Linked DNA regions of Triticum aestivum: region 1 is linked to region 2. The links are chromatin contacts, called in public Hi-C maps. All regions are on one chromosome and are shown on one strand. The core of a region is the stretch at or near the end of the contact, and the rest is flanking DNA. Distances in the headings are between cores, read along the strand shown.

The links. A called contact is a pair of places that touch in the nucleus more often than the background predicts.
Region 1: a contact with region 2 is called in a Hi-C map of leaf, with 10 times the contacts expected there. The contact joins the promoter of LOC123120497 here to the promoter of LOC123120495 in region 2. A contact is called at or near these places in 4 of 5 Hi-C or Micro-C datasets (leaf and an unstated tissue) and 1 of 1 datasets of contacts at active chromatin or transcription factors (leaf).

The regions. Positions count from the first base shown.
Region 1 is chr5D:248,831,744-248,838,146 of IWGSC CS RefSeq v2.1, forward strand. LOC123120497 (protein MALE DISCOVERER 2) reads left to right here and starts at 4,028. Exons shown (of 8, transcript XM_044540507.1): 1 at 4,028-4,447; 2 at 4,525-4,645; 3 at 4,751-4,838; 4 at 5,427-5,543; 5 at 6,148-6,403. The coding sequence starts at 4,552.
Region 2 is chr5D:248,595,017-248,601,386 of IWGSC CS RefSeq v2.1, forward strand. It overlaps LOC123120495 (ubiquitin-activating enzyme E1 2-like), which reads left to right and starts at 2,630. Exons shown (of 7, transcript XM_044540504.1): 1 at 2,630-2,819; 2 at 2,896-3,265; 3 at 4,114-4,331; 4 at 5,788-6,370. The coding sequence starts at 3,025.

The sequences.
Region 1 (6,403 bases), core at 2,778-5,277, 240 kb after region 2:
TCACCAAGATCAATCTAGGAGATGCTAGCAACGAGAGAGAGGGAGTGCATCTTCATACCCTTGAAGATCGCTAAGCGGAAGCGTTACAAGAACGCGGTTGATGGAGTCGTACTCGCGTTGATTCAAATCGCGGAAGATCCGATCAAGTGCCGAACGGACGGCGCCTCCGCGTTCAACACACGTACAGCCCGGGGACGTCTCCTCCTTCTTGATCCAGCAAGGGGGAGAGGAGAAGTTGAGGGAGAACTCTGACAGCACGACGGCATGGTGGTGGTGGAGCTCGTGGTTCTCCGGCAGGGCTTCGCTAAGCACTACGGAGGAGGAGGTGTTGGAGAGGGGGAGGGCTGCGCCAGGGGAAGGGTGCGGCTGCCCTCCCACCCCCCACTATATATAGTGGCAAGGGAGAGGGGGCCGGCCCCCCTAGATGCATCTAGAGGGGGGCGGCCAAGGGGGAAGGCTTGCCCCCCAAGCTAGGTGGGGCACCCCCTCTAGGGTTTCCCCCAACCCTAGGCACATGGGCCCTAGGGGGGAGTTGGCGCCCAATCCACCTAGGGGCTGGTTCCCCTCCATATTCAGCTCATAGGGCCCTCCGGGGCAGGTGGACCCTCCCGGTGGACCCCCGGAACCCCTTCGGTGGTCCCGGTACAATACCGGTAACCCCCCGAACACTTCCGGCGACCGAATAAGGACTCCCCATATATAAATCTTCATCTCCGGACCATTCCGAAACTCCTCGTGACGTCCGGGATCTCATCCGGGACTCCGAACAACCTTCGGTAACCACATACTATTTCCCATAACAACTCTAGCGTCACCGAACCTTAAGTGTGTAGGCCCTACGGGTTCGGGAACCATGCAGACATGACCGAGACATCTCTCCGGCCAATAACCAACAGCGGGATCTGGATACCCATGTTGGCCCCTAGATGTTCCACGATGATCTCATCGGATGAACCACGATGTCGGGGATTCAATCAATCCCGTATACAATACCCTTTGTCCATCGGTATGTTACTTGCCCGAGATTCGATAGTCGGTATCCCCATACCTCGTTCAATCTCGTTACCAGCAAGTCTCTTTACTCATTCCGCAACGCATGATCCCGTGGCTAACTCATTAGTCACATCGAGCTCATTATGATGATGCATTGCCGAGTGGGCCCAAAGATACCTCTCCGTCAAACGGAGTGACAAATCCCAGTCTCGATTCGTGCCAACCCAACAGACACTTTCGGAGATACCTGTAGTGTACCTTTATAGCCACCCAGTTACGTTGTGACGTTTGGTACACCCAAAGCATTCCTACAGTATCTGGGAGTTGCACAATCTCATGGTCTAAGGAAACGATACTTGACATTAGAAAAGCTCTAGCAAAACGAACTACACGATCTTGTGCTATGCTTACGATTGGGTCTTGTCCATCACATCGTTCTCCTAATGATGTGATGTGATGTGATCCCGTTATCAACAACATCCAATGTCCATGGTCAGGAAACCATGACCATCTATTGATCAACGAGCTAGTCAACTAGAGGCTTACTAGGGACATATTACGATCTATGTATTCACACATGTATTACGGTTTCCGGTTAATACAACTGTAGCATGAACAATAGACAATCATCATGAACAAGGAAATATAATAATAACCAATTTATTATTGCCTCTAGGGCATATTTCCAACAGTCTCCCACTTGCACTAGAGTCAATAATCTAGTTACATTGTGATGAATCGAACACCCATAGAGTTCTGGTGTTGATCATGTTTCCTCGTGGAAGAGGTTTAGTCAACGGATCTGCGACATTCAGATCCGTATGCACTTTACAAATATCTATGTCTCCATCTGGAATATATTCACGAATGGAGTTGAAGCGACGCTTGATATGCCTGGTCTTCTTGTGAAACCTGGGCTCCTTGGCAAGGGCAATAGCTCCAGTGTTGTCATAGAAGAGAGTCATCGGGCCCGACGCATTGGGAATAACTCCTAGGTCGGTGATGAACTCCTTCATCCAGACTGCTTCCTGTGCTGCCTCCGAGGCTGCTATGTACTCCGCTTCACATGTAGATCCCGCCACGATGTTTTGCTTGCAACTGCACCAGCTGACTACCCCACCATTCAAAATGTACACGTATCCGGTTTGTGACTTGGAGTCATCCAGATCTATGTCGAAGCTAGCACTACGTAACCCTTTACGACGAGCTCTTCGTCATCTCCATAAACGAGAAACATATCCTTAGTCCTTTTCAGGTACTTCAGGATATTCTTGACCGTTGTCCAGTGTTCCATGCCGGGATTACTTTGCTACCTCCCTACCAAACTTACGACAAGGTTCACATCAGGTCTGGTACACAGCATGGCATACATAATAGACCCTATGGCTAAGGCATAGGGGATGACACTCATCTTTTCTCTATTTTCTGCCGAGGTCGGGCATTGAACCGTGCTCAATCTCACACCTTGCAATATCAGGCCCAATGTTCTTCTTGAGAATGAATGAGGGCCCATCGGCCCAATCCGAGGAACATGGGCCGACTGGATTAGTACCCCTTAATCCAGGACACCATCAAACACTGACCCTCAAACCACCCACATCCGCCCGGACCAGTCTGTCATGATGTGTTTTGGCATCCAGCGTGGTACCCCATCCATCCACGGACCAATCCAGACGTCTGTTTTCTTGCAAACCAGGAGCATTACATCAAACACGACGTTATTCATCAAAGTTCAGGCATAATTTACATAAAACAAACAATATTTCGTTCATTTAACTAAACCAATCCCATAACACTCAAAGTAATTATAGAAAATAGCATAATTCATTCATAAATAGCATGCAAATATCTCTAGTACAACAATAGTTCAAATTCAACGATATAACTAGATGTTCAACAAGTTGTTTGAATTTACCAATTCCAAATTCATCGATACTATTATCAGAGCCGGTACATGTCGTCCCACACAAGTTGACCCTTAAACTTCATCTAACAGTGTATGTGCGTGCATGGCCTGCCCACGATCCTCTAGTACTTCACGGCAAAGCGTGCAACCTATACAATGTGTAGAGAAGCATTGAGTGAATGAATGACCAACATGTAGAGCAAGAAGAAGCAAACTTATGATCTCCATGGTTGACACTCCCAATGGCAACATCGTCTCCACACTTTCAACTGCGCCGCAGAACTTAATGACGGAGTTGCAAATGGTGTACCATCGGTGCGATATTGACCTCACATTCTGTTCATGGATGATGTGTATGTCGTAGAGTACTTTTGTGCATGAAACAAATCATGCACGTGCCGCCAAAGAGATCGAGCTCCTTGAGTTCATGCCTACAAAGTCCGCAGCTACGACCAACCATGCATGACACAACTCATCCTCCTTCACCTAGTACCCCGCCATCGTGCTTACTCTAGAAAACAGCAAGAAATTCAACAAAAAGCTCAATGACATTTGAGCGAACACCTGCCGGGTGTGGTGTCCGTCATGGATGTCGTCGACAGGGAGGATCCTAGGTGGACGGCGGTGTAGTCCAAGTGGCGGCTGCGGACGTCCTACGGTACCTTGATGGCGGCCGGAGAGGTACAGCGGCGGCGTCGAAAGAGGAGGATGCGGATGCAAAGTAAGGGTGGAGTGAAAGAAAAGTGGACCAGAATGGGTATTTGAGTGAGTCGGGGATGTCAATGTACTATATGACGGCGACGATCCGTACTCCCGCAAAGTTCATCACTGTTCGCAGACTGGTCTCCACCGATCCAGAGACAATAGGCTGTCTGATTTGGGATCAACGTTGGAAATACCCGAGATGATGAGTACAACTATGTCATCTTCCCGTGGACAGTGATTTGATTCCGGTGAAAACCCCGCAAAATCACTGCGCAATTTCAGGTAAAACAAGAAGAGTTAATAAGGGAAAGAAAAGGGAGGGAAATTTCCACCTGCCATGTGTGCACGGTACCTGGCTGGCCTGAAACAGACAGGCAGGCAGGCAGACATCCACGCCTGCCTCCGATCCACCCAAAAGTACACTCCAGTTCCAATATTCCGCGTCCTGGACTGACTTGTGCTCCGAGCTCTTCTTTCTCCTCTGCCTTCTCGGCCTCTCCCAGCTCATCCCGTTCCCAGCACACTGCCCGCGCCCTGCCTCCTCTTCTCTCGATTCCCCCCTCTAACCTTCTTTGCATCCTAGCCTTTTCCTGCTACTCCTCTCCTTCTCCACATTCTTTGAGCGCATTCCCCCCTTTTGAAATTCCGGCTCTCGAGACACAGATCCGTGAGGGGTGGTGGATTCTTTACTTGCTCGTTCCAAAAATCCCACTCTGCGCCGCTGCTCCACTCACCTTGTACTAGTAGCGGAGACACTTTACCCGATTCGTTTCTTCAGGCGGCATGGAACGCCGTGTGCTTCTACCGTGCCCAAGATTTCAGCAGCTTTAGGTGCTGCTATATGTAATAGTTGGAATCTTTGCCCTCCTTTTTATCGCCTCCCGTTCTGCTCTTACTGTCTTTTACTACCAATCTTGCAGAGCTGCCTGGACTCCGTTGGGGGCGGAATGGAGGTCTGGAGCATCAGAGCGGCGCAGCTCTTGCTCTTCTTCTTCCTCTTGTCTGAGAGGCATGAGTCTTGTGCCGCCCTCGGTGAAGAAGGTGAGTTGGATTTCCCATGGGTTGTGAGTAGGAAGCGGTCATGGTGGTTTTGGTTCAAGTGGAACAGTGGTTGACCATGCATCTGTGTCTATCTTGGTGCTCCAGGGCGAGCCATGAGTTTCAGAGAAGAGCGCCCAAGTGGATGGTTATGGAATTTGGGACAAAAGAAGGTTTTCAGCGCAGCGGCGACGCGGTAAGTCAGCCTGATCTGTTCTTGTTCTTGTCCTTGTAGGATCAAATTCATGGTGAAATGATTGCTACCTTTTTTTTCTTTTGTGAAGATGTCAAATCATTTGCAAGTAGTTATCTTGTATGTATCATTAGTCATGATTAAGTCACTCATGGAACAAGTCCTATTTTGATTTCAAGGGGTACATGATATTGCACGCCGTTGTCTTTGTTTATTTGTGGCATCATGGATTTACAAGTCAAAGGGGGACTAGAAGAAGCCATGACTATTAAGTAGAGAATATGCAGGACAGCTAGATGTCTTTCTAGAGGAAGCTAGTATGATTTTGTCTCTGGAATATTTAGGATACGTGTGTGGAACAAGGTTTTGACTTTTAAGCATTTCTTGATGCGTCCCTTTTTTTTACAATATCCAAAAATATTACCTTCATGGATCCAGTCCTTCAGGTCTAGGGAGAACAGTATTTCTGTGAGTAAATTGCATCTGGAGCATTACAGAATTAAATTTCTGCAGTGCTTGATACATGATCTTTATTTTTTTTTACATTATGGGCTTGACACATAATCTAAAGCCATGTGATGATCTTTGCAGCTTAGTCAAGGGAAACAAACTGTCAATTGAAATTCCTAACGAGTTGCAAGAGCGTATCATGATTTCAGAGGTTCTAACTGATGGAAGGCAACAACTGTGCAGAAAATGTTTAACAAAGTCAGTCTTCTTCTTTATATACCAGCTTCCCTTTCGTAAGAATTTTTGAGTAAGATGGGCATAACTTCTAAAGTAAAACTGACATGACACAAGCAGTTGAAAACCAAAATACTCTGTTTCAGTTTAACCGGCAATCTTGACTTTGACTAGTTAAACCTTACAATCTTTTCCCCACAAAATAAATAAAATAAATAGAACTCACACTCTTTGAATCTTTCGGTAAACTTTTACTGTTAGATTTACCATTACATGATGTTTTGATCATGTTCACTTCCATAACGTTTAAGAAATGTATTACTACAAAACAAACAAGAAAGATTTAGCATTGGAGATCATGTGATTAGTAAGTAAAAACAAATGTAGTACCTTCTGTCGAAAAACTAAAATACATGCTCATTTTCACTAAAAATAGGTTAAAGGCAAATGGCAAACATAAGTATACATGGCAGCTGATGTACAAGGGATGTGTAACCTGTCTCTTACATTAGTAAAACTTAAGCATTAATATGTTAAAGCTTGAAGCGTGGAGAATACTGATATGCTAACTGTGGACTATACAAGTTTGCCAATCATACTCTTCAATTTATATTGATGTTTTATGCAGAACCATACGGAGTACCACCCTGAGGCAACTCCTACAGGCAAGGGGGCTGCAAGAATCAGCACCTTCCTCTAAGGCTACTGATCAGCATCCCATGTCTTCGCCGCCATCGCATTCGCAAGCTGAAACCAACGACTCTTCTTCTGTGCTTCACTGGGTTATCTACGCATTGTGCGTCAGTGGAGCGCTTGGCCTTGTGATTATAGCCTCTGTTGTGTATCTACTTGTCTCCCGTAGAAAGAAGGATAACACCGTCAAT
Region 2 (6,370 bases), core at 1,380-3,879:
AACAACGCCCGCGTCGTCCTCCCCCTGGGGCAACTCGGGCGGCTAGAAACCTAGCCGCCGCCGTCGCAAACTCCCTCCTCCCCTCCCTCCGCTACCGCCGGAAGACGCTGCCGGGCTAAGCCCGGGGGCCGACGGCGGTGGCGGGGGATCTCCTCTCTCGCGCGTCCCTGGGCGGGGAGGACCCCAAGGCGTGTGGTGGCACGACCGATCTGGGATCTGCGGCGCGGCGGATGGCGGCAGGCGGCGGGAGGCCGGCCTGTCCTCGGACGGTGACGGCTTGGCGCGGCGGAGGCCAGGGGTGCAGGTGCTGCGGATGGCCCTTCGGGCGGCGGCGGCGACTGCGGTTGACGGCGGCCGGCTTGGCTGCGGCGGCGTGCATGCTGCCTTCAGATCGGCGACGGCGGCGTGGAGGGCCTGGTGATCTCATCGGCGGCACCTACGATCAGATCTGTTCTGACTAGTGCAGCCGACGGTGGTGGTCATCTCTTCCATCAGAGGTGGTTGGCTTGAGGCTGGGTGTTCGGATCTCGGGATCCGTCATCTGGCACCAGCTGCGAGTCGGGGAGACGTAGTTGCCAGTGAAAACCGAGCCGACGGCGGGCAATGGCGGCGTTCCACGTCGTTACCTTGATGAAGGCATCGTCATGTGACTACCGTCGACCCACTCGTATTGCTCCGAGGAAAACCCTAGGATCTGGTGTTCCAGACCGGACGATGGCGGCACTTCAGTGTCATTTCTCTCTTAGGAGCGTCGTTTTGTGGAGCAGCACTGGAAGTCAGAGGCAGGAGGTGGAGCGGCTTCGTCTTGCACGGAGCTTCGGTGGAGATGTCAAGTCATGCCTGACCGACAGGTGCTACGCTTGGTCATGCCTGGTCGGCAGGTGCTACGCACGACAGATCCTCCAAGGGCTTCAAGTTGTGTCGGTTGGTGGTACGTGGCAGCATGGCGCTGAGGTGTATCAGTGACGACCGCGACGTGTACAGCTGTTTGCGCGCAGGGACGAGGTGCCGTTGGGCGCCGTGGTGGCGTCGACGATAGCTGGACCGAGCAAGGTTGATGCATCAGTACAGTTCTGAAGATGGAGCGGTGACAGTTGGCGGCGGCGGCCTCTGAGAGCACGACGGACCAGTGTGTGCCCCAGACCCGGCAAGTGGCTAGGTTGGGGTCTCAGGTCTTAGATGTTAGGCTTGGCTGCGATGTCTGTTTGGTATTAGGCCCAGGCTATATGCGCCCCTTCATCAACTGGATAGGTGTAGCGACAGTTTGTTGCTTAGATGACGGCTTTAGTCTTACTGTTGTATGACTTTGTAAGGTCTTATGAGAATAATTAATAAAGTGGCCGTATGCATCGCCCAGATGCAGAGGCCGGGGGTCATCCTCCTTTTCAAAAAAAAAATGTTTTGAAATGATGCAACCTACCTCAGGGTGTGCAAAATCGAACTGGAAACCAAAAACCGAACAAAAAAAATCAAACCGAACCGAATTTTCGGTTTTTTCAGGTTACGGTTTCAGTTTTTGATTCTTGAAACCATTTAGCATTTGGTTTTTTCGGTTAGAAACCGAAAACCGTTCGGTTAAACCGAAATAACCGAAGTTCGCGTATGTGTGCAAGAATATGAGCTGAGCCCTTTACCACCCTTTCTTTTATAGCTATCCGCTCACCCCGCTGCAGCTCAATAGGCGAGGTGGTACTAAATCTCTACAGCTCGAACGAACCGGAACCAGGGCACATCACATGCGCTTATTTGGGCTCAAAGTATCCAGCCCATTCAGCCACTTTGTCTAGCGATCCACCACGCGCGGTGTCATCCTAGGCGGTCGATCGCTAAAAAAAGGGAGTTGATCGCTCAAAAAAAAGAAAGATTGGCCTGGGTTGAGAGCTCGTGGACGCGTGGATGCGCAAGATTTTTGTGTCATTCCATTTTCTACTTCCTCCCTCATTTAATAAATCATATCTACTGCCATTTAATCAATACCAAATCATGTGGACCTCCGACACCTACCTAATCTCTCATATTTGCTGCTATCTAATGCATATGGCTAAATCATGGCTGTCATCTAATTACCCAATCTACGTACACATTTCTTACAAGAAAATCTAACCTACATACATGTCATGAACGAAACAATGTGACAAAATAAATTTTTTTTATACAAATTTGCGTCAACTTTGGTTATTTTGGTTATTACCGAAACCGAACCGAAATTAAATGGTATTACCGAAACCGAACCGTATCTACGTATAAAACCATATAAACCGAAGTATAAAAACCATATAAACCAAAAACCGTATAAATCGAATCGAATCAAACCGAAAAAACCGAATGCACACCCTGAAACCTACCAAAGGCCTGGTTCCTTTGTCTTTCGTGTGTTCCAAACTGGCGTGCACCTCGAAATTCCAACACACCTCAACGCGTTTTGCGACATGGTAGTTGTCCAAACATAAATTAAAGTACAAGGCGTCTGATCAAAACAAAAAATAAAATTAAAGTACAAGGCGGGCCCTACCATGGGAATAATCGGGCCCACTTGTAAGTTGACCTTTCGGCCCACCTCGCAGCCTCCCCGTTCTTTCCAGAGAGGAGGGCAGGTGCTCCTCCTCCCGTCCCACGTTTCCCCGCCAGCAAGAAAAGCACACGCGCACTCCCGTCCGGCCGACACGTGGGACCCACCCGTCACCCCCCGTCAACAAAGCCGCCCCCAGCAACAACCGCCGAGATTTTGCAATCCGGTCCTCCACTTCGTCCGTCCCCATCCCAGAACCCTAGACCGTCCCTCGCCTGCTTCCTTCACCGACGCGACAGGCGAATCCAAGGTGAGTTCCGCCGGATCCGCCGTCTCCGCACCTGCTTCCCCGCGCTCCCCGCCTCACGACGTGCCGGCCGGTGCAGGTTTCGCGGCGGTCGCGGCCCTAGCACGCGCTGGATCTGACGCGGCAGCTCCCGGCGGCCGCGTACTACTGCCTGCTCTTCGCTGCGTCGGCGGCCGTCCTCGGGCTCCTCGGCGGCGTCGCGCGCTATATGCTTCCCCGGAAGCGGGAGATCGTCGCCGGCGAGGTCGAGGACTTGCAGAAGAAGACCCGCGCCGGGGAGGGGGAGGCCACCAGGGAGGAAGGAGACGCAGCCATGGCAGGGAGGGGGAACGAGATCGACGAGGACCTGCACAGTCGCCAGCTCGCCGTCTATGGCCGCGAGACCATGAAGCGCCTCTTCGGTTCCAACGTCCTCGTCTCTGGACTCCAGGGTCTCGGTGCTGAGATCGGTACGTGCAGCCCAGGCGCTCTCGTAATGGAGATGGTCTTTTACTCTTTTTTTGTTTAATATACAATCTCTTTCCTTGATTTGTTACCTTTTATATGTGTATGTAGGTTAGCTGCAAAAAAGGAAATTAGTAATTACTACCCCTTGCTGGATCTGATGTAGCTTAGCGACCTAGGAATTCCTATTATGTTTCTCGTACACAAATTTACTGCTCGTAATTGCTATCTTGAGCTCTTGGTTTAGCTCTGGCTCAGCTGATGTTGCTGCTAGTTTGACCAAACAACTGACGGGGATCGCCCTATTAGCTTAGCTAGATGGGCTCTTATTATTGTGTATTATGATTTGAGTTCAAACCACCAACCAAAACTTTTGTCTACCTACGTTTTGTAACTACTGTACTATCTAAACCATCAAACCAAAACTTTTATTTGTGTGGTGAAATGAGTGTCTTTTGTGTGACCCTATCAGTGCCCCTTACACACAATGATAGCGTACGCATTATGATGGGTGAACTTCTGCACTGCACCACATTGCACATAGTTATTCACTGACATTTTGCCAATAAGCCCACTGGTAGTTTTGGTCCGTGATACCAAGTCGAGACATGACACCTTAAAGGTTAAAGGCGTATTTTTTTTGCTGCTGGCCGGTTGGATTATTGGATTCATCTGAGATGTCTGTTACTCATTATCACACCATACGAGTATTTGGGTATAAAAACAAATCATAAGCTTAGTCAGGAGCTTGGCAGTCAGTAAAAACTGAACTTTTAAAACTTGGATGAGGTTTTGACAGTCTGTAATTAAGCTTTACGCTTACAATTGATTTAATACTTATGTATTCCTGCAGCAAAGAACCTTGTCCTTGCGGGTGTCAAGTCTGTAACCTTGCATGATGATGGTAATGTGGAGCTGTGGGACTTATCAAGCAACTTCTTCCTCTCGGAGAATGATGTTGGGCAAAACCGTGCTCAAGCTTGTGTACAGAAGCTACAAGAGCTGAACAATGCTGTCCTCGTCTCTGCCTTAACCGGTGATTTGACCAAGGAGCACCTTTCTAAATTCCAGGTGCAACAGCATGACACTGATCTGTGATCTTCTACCTTGCTATTTCAATTTTTTCTACATCTATGTGTCATTGTGTCTTCCATTTAAGGTTTTACATTATGCTTGTACTTTCTGTCCATGTGACTTTAACAAGCAGGCTATCCATCTTCCTATTTGATTTTGGTATAGAAATTTCATGCCAGTTTTCCAAAGAATTACCATTTCAAAAGAAGCGATGTACCACAATCCTAGCATTTACAGAACATCACTTCTAACAAACACTAATAAAGTAATGCAGTCAAGTACTTGAAATATTTGGCCATGATCTCATCATAGTCAAGGTGTATTGAAGTGTGTGTACTGTAAAATTGTATGAAGTATAAGATGAACCCTGCATATCGTGGATTGCTGTGAGATTCTAAAAGGCTTCATCTGCTTGACTGTTTGGACTAGGTTAGGTTTGTACAGTCTTTCTGTATATCTGTGCTCTGTTCATTGCCTGATTTTGCCTGCAATTTCGTTGTGTGATTTTGGTGCCTAAATCGAATTTTATTAAACTGTCGATTTTGCTCTGACAACGTGTATTCTGGTAAGTAAGTGTTGGCCTTGGTAATATTATTGCCAACTAGCTAATTGCCCGTGTGTTGCAACGGATGCAGACATATTTTAGGGTTCACATTAATTCTGTCTCCCGTATACCTTCCACTCACTATGTCCGCATCCCCGATCCACATATGTCAATGGCTCATTCGGTCACAGTCCCCCTTCCACTATCACCCGTACACTTTGGACAAATAAAATTGGAATTAAATCAGTGGGAGTACGTTTCCAATTTACGAAACAAAAAATAATTAGTTTTCATATTGCTGGCGGAAGGAGATGTGATGTCGGACAAATTAGTTTGGAAATAAATCAGTGGGTGGAGATGTGATGTTGCGCAAATAAAATTATAAATAAATCAGTGGGGTTAATGTGTTCTGAATTTGCCAAACGGAAAAATGATTAGTTCCCATATTATGGAAGGAAGGAGATGTGATGCCAGACAACTAAAATCGGAAATAAATATGTGGGAAAGGGTGGAACCGGAGGGGAGAGAGAAAACCTGGAGACAAGGAAGCGAACGACCTATTCCCCTTTAATAAGAGAGATGTGTATTCTGTTAACTGTGCTGTGCGAACTGGTGAAAAGATAAATTGACTACAAAACTGCAAAAACATCCTTGGCATATTTATAGTGACACATAATTTGTTTACTATAATTTTTTTTCACATATGCTCTGTCGTGCCAGTCCCACAAACGGATCTGTTTGTCAAATGCAACTGAAATTCCAAATCCATGTTCTTCAGTTTGCAGTATATGAGTTTTTAGGAGGATTAGATGACTCGTCTCACACATTTTATTTATATGATTCTTGATTTACACTTGTTAAATTTGGTCATTTATCATTTCTCAGAACAAATTTCATATGTACTTGCAGGCCGTTGTCTTCACTGATATCAGCTTAGATAAAGCAATTGAATTTGATGATTACTGCCACAGCCACCAGCCACCCATTGCTTTCATCAAGTCTGAAGTTCGTGGTCTTTTTGGCAGTGTGTTTTGTGACTTCGGTCCTGAATTTACTGTTTTGGATGTGGATGGTGAGGAACCACATACAGGAATTGTTGCATCAATCAGCAATGACAATCCAGCACTTGTATCTTGTGTGGACGATGAGCGTCTGGAGTTCCAGGATGGTGATCTAGTTGTTTTCTCTGAAGTCCATGGAATGACTGAGCTGAATGATGGAAAACCAAGAAAAGTTAAGAATGCAAGGCCTTACTCTTTCTTCTTGGAAGAAGACACTTCCTCATTTGGCGCATACGTTAGAGGTGGTATCGTCACACAGGTCAAGCCACCGAAGGTTATTAAATTCAAACCCTTGAAAGAGGCCATGTCAGAGCCGGGAGAATTTCTCATGAGTGATTTCTCCAAATTTGAGCGGCCACCTCTTCTGCATTTGGCATTCCAAGCTTTGGATAAGTTTAGGACTGAGTTGAGCAGATTCCCTGTTGCTGGGT